2 separate regions of the Macaca mulatta genome follow, and region 2 is linked to region 1. A link is a contact called in public Hi-C data. All regions are on one chromosome and are shown on one strand. The core of a region is the stretch at or near the end of the contact, and the rest is flanking DNA. Distances in the headings are between cores, read along the strand shown. Region 1 has its middle 54 kb from the start of XCR1. Region 2 holds the start of CCR5 (C-C motif chemokine receptor 5).

What was found. A called contact is a pair of places that touch in the nucleus more often than the background predicts.
Region 2: a contact with region 1 is called in a Hi-C map of CD4 T cells, with 3 times the contacts expected there. The contact joins the promoter of CCR5 here to the enhancer-like site in region 1. A contact is called at or near these places in 6 of 14 Hi-C or Micro-C datasets (CD4 T cells, blood, cortical neurons and 3 more).

What each region holds. Positions count from the first base shown.
Region 1 is chr2:109,435,074-109,440,658 of T2T-MMU8v2.0, reverse strand. No RefSeq gene overlaps it. Among named protein-coding and RNA genes, the nearest start is that of XCR1, 54 kb to the right of the region's middle. Within about 2 kb of position 2,833, at least 4 of the 40 cell types and tissues checked have an H3K27ac peak or open chromatin away from gene starts, as enhancers often do. A contact at or near this core is called in CD4 T cells, where this site is marked.
Region 2 is chr2:109,733,277-109,738,861 of T2T-MMU8v2.0, reverse strand. CCR5 (C-C motif chemokine receptor 5) reads right to left here and starts at 3,265. Exons shown (of 2, transcript NM_001309402.1): 1 at 3,240-3,265; 2 at 1-985. The coding sequence starts at 974. It overlaps LOC106996934 (a long non-coding RNA gene), which reads left to right and starts at 2,878. Exons shown (of 3, transcript XR_001443031.3): 1 at 2,878-2,986; 2 at 3,523-3,678.

The DNA of each region.
Region 1 (5,585 bases), core at 1,584-4,083:
AGATGTTTTACATTCTCTTTATTGTACTAAGTCTTCAATATCTGGCATATGGTTTGTATGTAAGCACATCTCAATTCAGACCAACCACATTTCCACAGCGCAGTGGCTGCTAGGTTGTGCAGCCGGAGGAGGAATTGTCTTTAAGAAGAGAAGACCTCTCTCTAGTGGACAAAACAGAAAAATACATGAGAGACCAATGGATTAAATGAGCAAAACACTGGAAAACACAGGCATATTTGGGGGTGCAAAGGGGTCGGTTCAGCTAGAGTGTGATGGGGAGAGTGATGGGGAAAGGAGGGAGTGTGAGAGAAGAAACCACGAGATCATTGGGCCTCTCCTGAACCCTGTGGTTTTGATGACATCAGTTTCTCTGAAAAGTGCCTTTGGATTGTGAACTATCACACAAAAGAGTTCTGTCTTTATAGCTGAGACTTAGTGAGGCGTAGGGGATACAATGAAAGTAGAATATGACTCTACAGCTTAAAGCATAGACTATAGAGCCCAACAGCCTGGGTTCTAGTCCTCACTCTGCCTCTTGTTGGCTGGGATAAATAGACACAGTTTCCACATCTATTAAATGGGAATGTGGCCATCAACAGTTCTTACCATCCTTCTACATGTATGCCTGCTGTCTTCCCATCAAGATCTGGAGTTTACTTCCCTTCCTTTGAATCTAGGGTTACCTTGTGATTTACTTGGACCAATACAATGTGGCAGAAGTGAGGCTGGTGGCCTCTGGGAAGCCAGCTGCCAACTGTAAAGCTTAGGCTAGACAAGCAAATGATGAGAAACCACGTGAAGAAAAAAAGTCCACATGGAGGAACCCGAAGCACTAGACATGACTGAATTCTTCCTGAACCTTCCAGCTGAACCCAGCCACAGGAAGAATGAACAGAAGAACTACCTAGCTGAGCCTCACCTGAAATTCCAGACCAAAGAATCATGAGAAATCATACACTGTTATTGTTTTAAGCCACTAAGTTTTGAGTGGTTCTTTAGATACTAATAGATAACTGAAACAAATATGATATTTGCTATACTTATCTCATAGAGCTGTGTGAAGATCAAATGAGATAAGGCATGTACCATGCAGTGCCTATGATAAACACTCAAAAATTGTAAATATTATTGTAATAGTAGTCATATGAGTATGGTCCATAATAACTGTTGTCATTTTGATATTAGGACATGCCTAAGTAATACAAGCCAGACTCACCTACCAGTACTTTTGAAAATGAAAATCTATTTCTTTGAGTGATCATTTGGTTCCAAAAATATCTTAAGCTGAAGTATGGGCACTGGAAGTAGGGGGCAGATGTGACTGTCCAGACATCAAGAATGTGCTCATAAAATAATGTATTTTTAAAGTTATCAAATGACAACGGACAATTAAAAATTCTCCCAGATGACTTGAGGACTGTACAGAATACATTCCTATTTTAGGAAACACTGCTGTGCATGCCAGGCAGACACTGGGGACTCCAGGCAGGAGCAACATGACAAGACATTGTATCCTCCAGGCCAGCATGTGCAGAATGGGCGGGTGTGGGAGGATGGAGGAGGATGACAGCAGCCCCCATGTCATGGCCCAGGGTACGAATGTGTGAAATCCAAAGTAGGGGAGGACAGGGGACAGAGAGTCTAAGGGTGTGGAAAACAGCGTCAGCCACTTTCAGATCAGAGGATGAGAAGGGGAGTGGCACAGGAGGAAGAGAAGGCACGGGGGAAAGATTTGAGTTCAATTTGGGGTTAGTTGAGTCTTGGGTGGTGCTATCCTTGTCTTGGGTTGGATTTCTGAAAGCAGAGCCTAAGAAGGAGATTCTTGTGCAAAGTAAGGCATGGAGAAGGGCTCTCAGGAGAAATGTGTAGGAGTGAGGGAAGCAGGATAAATCAGAGGACAGGGTGGGCAGAAGTCTGGCCTCAGCCTGGCCACGCCCAGGGCTGGAGTAAGGTAAGGCACTGCAGAGGCGTCCCTTGCTACGACAGGTGGCTGAGCTTCTATGGCCCAGCATCAGTCAGCTGCTAGTCACAGGCAGCTGGGAGGAGTATGAGAAAGCTCCACAACCTCTAAGCATGACAGCGCCCCATCAGCTATGGTAGTGAGTCCCAAACATGTCTGTCTAAGGGCAACTCTTGGGCTTCAGAAATGCTGATGTTGGATCCCACCCTCAGAGACTGTGATTCAGTTGGCCCGTGGTGTGGCCTGGCTTTGGACATTTTACTATATCCCCAGGTGACTGGAATGTGCAGACAAGCTTGAGCTAAGGGCCATCCTCCAGAAAAGGGTGCAGGTGTGAAAAGTTAGCAGCCAGGACTCTTAGCACCTAAGGCATGGGTGCATCAGCAGGTAGAGCCATGGGAGAGCATTACAGCAACTGCTACGTCACAAGACATCACACTGCTCAGACTCTGTTGTGCCCAAGAATCTGCTAGGTCAGAGGAGTGTCCTACCAAAATGCAGAGTCTGATTCAGCAGGTCTGGGGTTAGGCCCAGAACTGCATTTCTAACAAGTTCCCAGATGATGCTGTCACACCAAAGACCACACTAAGTAAGGAAGTCTTACACCAAGGTTGACCACTGTAGATCTGTAGCTCAAGAGGGAGGTTTGGACTGAATGTATGGAGCTGGGGGTGCCAGCATTATGCATGATTATTGGGACATGGAAGTGAGTGGGAGTATTGGGGGACAGTGCACGGGCAGATCAGTGAGCCAGGCCAAGGCCAGACTCCTGACCTTGGGAGTGAAAACTGATGGCAGGCTTGCTGCTGGAAGGAGAGTGAATGTGGTCTATGCTTTCAAGAAATTTGCTGTGAAGGGGAGGGGCAGACAGGATGGAGCGCAAACTCAAAGTGTTTAAAATGGAGAAAAAAATACTCGAACCACAATACAGGCTGCAGAACAATTGTCATGATAAGATCAAAAGCATCAGAGGCAGTCAAGAGGCTGGTTAGGAATAAAGACTGGAGCCAGCTTTGCTGCTCCCTGGCAACATGACTTTGGCCAAGTTACTTGCCTCCTTGTGCCTCAGTTCCCTGGTCTGTATAGATGTAGATCACATTAGTACCTGCCTCTTGTGTTTGCAGTGTGATGAGTTGTGTTTGTGGTGATGGAAACTTTTTTTTTTTTTTCCAAAATAATATATGTCAAATGCTTAGAGCAGACATAGGCTGCTCCATGTGTTAGCTATCATGATTACAAGAACTTCTTAAGAGGGGCAAGGTTTTCTGCGAGTGCTGTCAACCTAAAATGAAGAAGCTGAGCACAAAATAGAATTTTAAAGACTTTACTTGAGCCAATGTGAGGCCAGCTGCCCGGCACACCCTTCCAAGTTGCCTTGGGGAGTACTCCATCCGGCTTTTGTTGCATTCAGGCTTTTTTTAAAAAATAATTTCAACTTTTATTTTAGCTACGGGAGGTACATGTGCACACTTGTTACGAAGGTATATTGCATGTTGCTGAGGTTCAGGGTACGACTGATGCCATCACCCAGGTGGTGAGCATAGTACCCAATAAGATACTTGTTCAATTCTCACCCCACTCCTTTCTTCCGCCCTCTAGTAGCCCCCAGTGTCTGTTGTTTCCATCTTTATGTCTTTGTGTGCCCAGTGTTTAGCTCTCACTTATAAGTGAGTACATTCAGTATTTGGTTTTCTGTTCCTGCATTAGTTCGCCTAGGATAATGGCCTCCAGCTGCATCCGTACAAGTGGGTTTTTAAAGATACAAAGAAGGCAAGGAGTGAGCTGATAAAAAGTTGGCAGGAATTCTCATTGGTTTACAGAAATAACATTGATTAGGGATTGGCTTTACATTGTTGAGCTGGAGGATATGAGTTATGGCATCCGGTGCATGGCATTTTACAGCTACTTAGCATCAGTTAGTCTAGAGTCCACATAGCAAGTGGCTTCCAGAGTAATTACTTAGCTCAAGGGAGGCATGAGATGTGATGGCTTTTCATTCCAATGCCTTTCTGGGACTGATAATTTAAAAGGGCTCACATTCCTATGATTAATAGTTTCTTTTTGCTCTCATTTCCTTCCTTTTGATCACAAATTTTTCTCCTCAAAAGCACTGATGATACAAATCTGAGTGTCAGCTTGTCCCCGGTCACTGGGAAGGCTCATTCCTGGGTAGTCATGTCCCACATGGGGGAGTGGAGACATCTCAGGGAGAAATTTGAAGAGCACCAAAAAGCTGAATCAGGATGACATTAAGGAATGGCAAAAGTGAGTCCTCAGTCAAAGTATTGACTTACATAGCTGCCGTCGCTTGCTCCATCATCACCAGTCTCTGGAATACTATGATTTTCTTTTTCTCAGAAGAAATAAAACAATGAAAGATATCTAGCATTAATTTGAACAATAGAAATATATAATGCACATAGGATTATAATCAAAAAGAGAATTTTTATGCCAGAATGAAAAAGAAATCTAGTCTGTTAAGAGTCAACTAAAAACATCATGAAGAAAATTAAATCCCAGCTTTTCTTTGGAGACTGTAGCCAAGTAGCTTCTTCTCCGATTTTTCCTAGGTGAGTTTCTGCTTCATGGGAAATACTTATGTATACACAACAAGAGGTATTTGCCACCACATATCCACCTCCTTGCTTAGCTAATGTAGAATCTAAAGCAATGTGATTATTTAGCACAACCTTAGTCAGTAAATCCGTAGCTTTTTGTTGAGCTGTGATGGAGAGAGCAGTTTCATCAGCAATGTTTCCTAGGGTTTTAGAAAGATTTTAGATCATATGTTCCTGGGAAGTTACAGCCAACAAAGGCAAAAGTATTCTCAAAAAAAAAAAATGCCATGGAGCTATCTTCTTGATGGCTAGCCAGATAATCAGCACGTTTTCTCTAAATAGAATCGCCATCTAAAGTAGATCTGCAGTCATGCCTAGAGAAAAGTATGAGGGAACTAGTCCAGTGCTGAGTTTCTTCAGAGCTGTACATAGAGAAGGGTAACGAAATATCCTAAGACACATTGCCCTTTAACATTCCATGCTCTTAGACACTTATTTTTAAAAAAGAAAAGAAAAGGAATAGTTGCAAATCACTCTAGTGGGAAATTCACAAAGGGCAAAAACGCTTGGAATGCCAAAACTGCTTCACTGGCCTGTGAAATATTAGACATCAGAGACCTTGAAAAAGAAAAAAAAAATCTCCAGTTATAGGCCATGATTTTTGATGATTTCATCTCCCCAGAGCTCTCTGCAGAAGGAACTCTTGATTAATTTTGAGTATTCTGAGACCGTGGCAGTAATGGAGGATATCACCTTTAAAAAATGCAAGTTCATAAGTTCCTTCCTCTAGTCACTTGGCCCTTCCTATTATTATTTGGAAGAGAGAGAGCTGGTGTTTTCCAAATGATGTGGATCACAGGTTGAGCAGAACTAATGAGACAGCCTTTGGCCAGGAGAGGTTAAAAACTTCAATTAGTTTGGCTAATTGAGTTTTTATTACACCATTGGTGTGTTTCACCAGTCCAGAGGATTGGGGGTTAAAAGGACAATGGAAATATTGGAATATAGGCCAAATGTTGCAAATGGATTGAATTACTTGACCAGTAAAATGTGTTCTTTGGCCGTTC
Region 2 (5,585 bases), core at 2,016-4,515, 300 kb before region 1:
GAACAGCATTTGCAGAAGCGTTTGGCAATGTGCTTTTGGAAGAAGACTAAGAGGTAGTTTCTGAACTTCTCCCCGACGAAGGCATAGATGATGGGGTTGATGCAGCAGTGTGTCATCCCAAGAGTCTCTGTCACCTGCATGGCTTGGTCCAACCTGTTAGAGCTACTGCAATTATTCAGGCCAAAGAATTCCTGGAAGGTGTTCAGGAGAAGGACAATGTTGTAGGGAGCCCAGAAGAGAAAATAAACAATCATGATGGTGAAGATAAGCCTCACAGCCCTGTGCCTCTTCTTCTCGTTTCGACACCGAAGCAGAGTTTTCAGGATTCCCGAGTAGCAGATGACCATGACAAGCAGCGGCAGGACCAGCCCCAAGATGACCATCTTTAATGTCTGAAAATTCTTCCAGAATTGATACTGACTGTATGGAAAATGAGAGCTGCAGGTGTAATGAAGACCTTCTCTCTGAGATCTGGTAAAGATGATTCCTGGGAGAGAGGCAAACACAGCCACCACCCAAGTGATCACACTTGTCACCACCCCAAAGGTGACTGTCCTGGCTTTTAAAGCAAACACAGCATGGACGATAGCCAGGTACCTATCGATTGTCAGGAGGATGATGAAGAAGATTCCAGAGAAGAAGCCTATAAAATAGAGCCCTGTCAAGAGTTGACACATTGTATTTCCAAAGTCCCACTGGGCAGCAGCATAGTGAGCCCAGAAGGGGACAGTAAGAAGGAAAAGCAGGTCAGAGATGGCCAGGTTGAGCAGGTAGATGTCAGTCATGCTTTTCAGCCTTTTGCAGTTTATCAGGATGAGGACGACCAGTATGTTGCCCACAAAACCAAAGATGAACACCAGTGAGTAGAGCGGAGGCAGGAGGCGGGCTGCGATTTGTTTCACATTGATTTTTTGGCAGGGTTCCGATGTATAATAATCGATGTCATAGGTTGGACTTGACACTTGATAGTCCATCTTGTTCCACCCTGTGAATAAGTAGAAAGTGATCTTTTATAAAGCCCTAGAAAGTATTTAGTGGCCCACCATGAATGCAAACAGTTTTATACATCAATAGGTTTTTAATTCCATACATAGATGTCTACATTGAATGAACTCCCTTTTTGGCCAAACAATGAAGTTTTGTAGTGAAGGGAAGGTTTGCTGCTAGCTTCCCGCTCACTAGATGGAGAGCTTGGCTCTGTTGGGGGAATTCATGAAAGCACCATCTCACCAAATAAAATCTTGTGCTCTATAGCACCACAGAGTGAATGAAGCTTTGATAACAATTTTAAGAAACTGGGTCAAGCATGGTGCAGCTCAGCCTTTTTGTTGTTGCTGTTGTCGTTGTTTTGAGACAGGGTCTCACTCTGTCGCTCAGGCTGGAGTGCAGTGGCTCGATCATGGTTCACTGAAGCCTGGACCTCCCAGGCTCAAGCAATCCTCTCACCTCACCTTTCCAAGTGGCTGGGGACTACAGGTGCCACCACACCTGTAACAGCTAATTTTGTTTATTTTTATTGTTATTTATTATTTATTTATTTATTTATTTGAGACGGAGTCTTGCTCTTTTGCCCAGGCTGGAGTGCAGTGGCGCGATCTCAACTCACTGCAAGCTCCTCCTCCTGGGTTCACGCCATTCTTCTGCCTCAGCCTCCTGAGTAGCTGGGACTACAGGCACCCATCACCACACCTGGCTAATTTTGTTTTTGTATTTTTAGTAGAGATGGGGTTTCACCGTGTTAGCCAGGATGGTCTCCATCTCCTGACCCTGTGATCTGCCTGCCTCGGCCTCCCAAAGTGCTGGGATTACAGGCGTAAGCCACCACGCCTGGCCTAATTTTGTTTATTTTTATAGAGACAAGATCACACTATGTTGCCCAGGCTGGTCTCGAACTCCTGGGCTCAAGCAATCCTCCTGCCTCAGCCTCCTAGAATGCTGGGATTGCAAACATGAGCCACCATGCCCGGCTGCAACTCCGTCTTAAGATGTTTATTGATGCTGCCATTCTCTGGAGTTAGTCCACAAAGAGCATGCACTATGAGCAAGTCAGTAATAATTAAGAGACCTCGAGGGCACATACTGGATGCCAATCACTGTCTAAGAGTCATACCCATTCTTTCATTTAATCCTCAGGGCAACCTTATAAGGCAGGAAATATTTTTCATATTTTGCAGACAAGGACTTTGAAGCATACAGAGGGCGAGTAACTTGCTCAAAGCCACCCAGCTGGGAAGCAACTGATTTTGAATGCAGGAAGCCTGCACTCTTAACTACCATGCTACCCTCCCTCTCACTCCTGGAAAAGAGAATTAAAAGGCAAGACCATCAGATGTTCGGTGCTGTGATACAGTCAGAGTGAAATGGCCAGACGCTCAAGTCCCCCGAGAAGCTCATAGACGCCAACAGAGAATTGTAAAATCCTCACACTTTCTGTGAAGTTTGTGTTTATAGTTTCTGAGTTGCCACAATTAAGAGTTTTCATACACACCCAAGAAATAATAAAATAAAAAAAATGTTTCGTCTGCCACCACAGATGAATGTCATGCATTCTGGGTAGTTTAGTCTTATAACCAGCTGGCTTGCCTAGTCTATTTAAGTTCAGCTGCTCTAGCTGAGAATTTTCTCTTATTAAACCCTGCGAGTCTCAAATTCCCTGCATCTTAGATTAGGCAGCTGGGAGAAGCCTCTAGAAAAGCTCACTTTTAATTTAGAGCCATAAAGAATTACATATTAACTGTGCCATGCAACTGATATATTAGAGGAAAATTTTATCTGACGTTTGTAATTTGATATTAATTTGGACCATTTTTAGGCTTCCCTCTTGTCTGGAGGAAAAAGGAAAAAGAGAACCAGACTTAGACACAACTTCTTGTGGGCACATATTCAGAAGGCATTTCACTGGAGAGGGTTTAGTTCTCCTTAGCAGAAGATAAGATTTCAAGATTTCAGCTAAGACTCATCTCTCTGCAAATCTTTCTTTTGAGAGGTAAGGACTGTTAGTTATTAAAATACTATTGCTCCCTTTAAAGTCTTTCACTCACAATCATGTTTTGTATCTTTGATGTTATAATAATCTGAAACTCATTCTAAACTCTGACCCTTTCCTCATCTTAAAGATTATATTTTAAGATAATTGTATGAGCACTTTGTGTTTGCCAAATGTCTTCTCTGGGTTTCCTGTTAAGGCTTTTACTCATCTCAGAAGCTAACTAATAGGCCAAGCAGCTGAGGTTACTTACCAGGGAGAGTTTCTTGTAGGGGAACGGATGTCTCAGCTCTTCTGGCAGATGAGTTGTGCAAATCAATCATATAGACAGTATAAAAGTAGGAAATGCTGTTTCTTTTGAAGGAGGGCGGAGTTAAATAATTGAGTATTGAAGGCGAAAAGAATCAGAGAACAGTTCTTCTTTTCAAGTTGAGCTTAAAATAGGCTAGAGAGTAGATCTCGGGTCTGAAAGTTTATTCACGGGCTTTCCTCACTGGATTATTTTGTTTTTGTTCTCTGCTCATCCAACTACACAGAATCTGTTAGAAAATATAAAGAATAAAGGATATTAGAGCTAGAAGAACATTTACATTCACCTAGTCAAAAGCCTACGTTTGAGTAAAAGAAATTACTACCAAGAAGCAAATGATTTGTACAAGATCACAGGGCTTTTCAACAGTAAAGCTAAAAAGGTAAGAAAATTCTGATTATCTTAAGAGTTGCCATCAATTGAAGCCAACTTAAACCAACTTTAAATGTAGAGGGGGATCCTGGACTTCATGTTAACCCTGTGCCCCCTTTTTCCCCACTCTCCCCGTATCCCCTATCCCACTCCCCATACACATGAACTCACCACCCAATATTACTCCGTAAATGAAAACAACCTGTTGTCTAAAGAGTTTTAACTATAGGCGGGTGGGTGAGCTAACCAGGTTTCCCATCTTTATCTGGACTCAGGATCTTAGTGGGGATTTTCACTGTTCACTATTTTGTGGCCCTTCAGACCAGTAAGCATTTATGAGGACTCACACTATGCCAGGTACATAGGTGGCAGGATTCTTCACCCCAGATACAATCTATCCGGAGCTATGAGAAATTTTCCACATGACAGAAGTATATGGTCAAGTTCAGGTTCTTTATGACAATATTATGTACAGTCATATCAAGCTCTCTTGGTGGTTGGTGACGTCTGAAAATCTCAAGTATTGTCAGCAGATCTTGGGAGACAGCAGAGAGCTACTCCTGAGCCACAAGATGCCCTTCTGGGCTTCCGTGACCAAATAAAAAGCTTTGGCTTGTGATCTCTAAGAAGGCAAAGGAGACCCCAAACAGCAAAATTATATGCCCCCAAACCTACAGAGGCAGCCTAACCCAGGGGTTAAGCCAGAGGCCTCTGTAGTCAGACTGCCAAGCTTGAAACCTGTCTTACCCTCAGCTTTCTCATCTGGGTGTTGGGCTGAATGACAGTAGTCATTTCATGGGTTGTTGGGAGGATTCTATGAGGCATCCACAGCCAGCATCTAGCACATACTATACACTCAGTAAACATCAAACTCTTAGTTACTCTTTCAGTAATCCTTTGTCAGAGAGAGTTTATTTGATTACACCCTAGTAAAATTGTTTCACTGGAGTCTCTGTCTATAGCAGATTAGTTTCAGCAAACTAGAAGCTGAAAAGGTGAAGCTCATTGCTGGTGCTTGGAGAATAGAAAGAAATGACTGCTTGGGAAAAGCCAGAAAAGTACAGAAATAGCCCCGCGATCAAGACACCCCACCCCCGCCCCACATAGGGACATATGTCTCTGTTACAACAGAGCTCAGTAACTGGTAATCATAACAAGGACAGTGAATCATCAAGAAAATGTTCAAGTTCATCCCATATGTGCAATTCAAAAGGCATTGATTAAGAACTGTAGTCATGCTGCTGGGTTTAACCTCCAGCGTCATTACTACTACTTGGCTTTGACCAAATTATTGAAGCTCTCTGCCTTAGTTTTCTTAACTGTAGAGTGGAGGTTTTTAAAAAACCCAAATACAAACTTACTCAATACGCCTGCGGTGGAGATGGAATGACACAAGTGTAGAGGCTTTCAGGCACCCGCCCTCAGGGGGCTGTTTAAGCAGGGAAATATAGTGTGCTTTTGAAAGAGTTCAAAAATAGGTAACAAATAAATTAATACAAAATTTTATAGAAAATAGATAACATAAATACGACTTTGGTTTTTAGAAAGATAGCCTTGTATTTACTGGTAATCTGCTTGTGCAGAACTGCTGGAGGCTGCCGGACCAACACTGTATTTCTGTTTGTGACAATTGCTGGTTCTTACTTTCACCATGCAGAGCTGAGGCTTTGCCATGTTCTGCGTGTTTGTCATTAGGGTGGTGGAGGATGTGAAGACATGCTCACCCCCAGAGGGCAATGTGGGCTAGCAGAGCAGGCTCGGAGTCACACAGACTGTGCTGCTGACTTACTGTGTGACCTTGGCAAGATACTTCCACTGCCCAAGCTTCCATTTCCTCATCTGTTAAATGACATGCTAGACCTGGGGCAGCTTCCACCCTAAATACTACATGACTCCATGGACAAGTTGGTTTGAAAA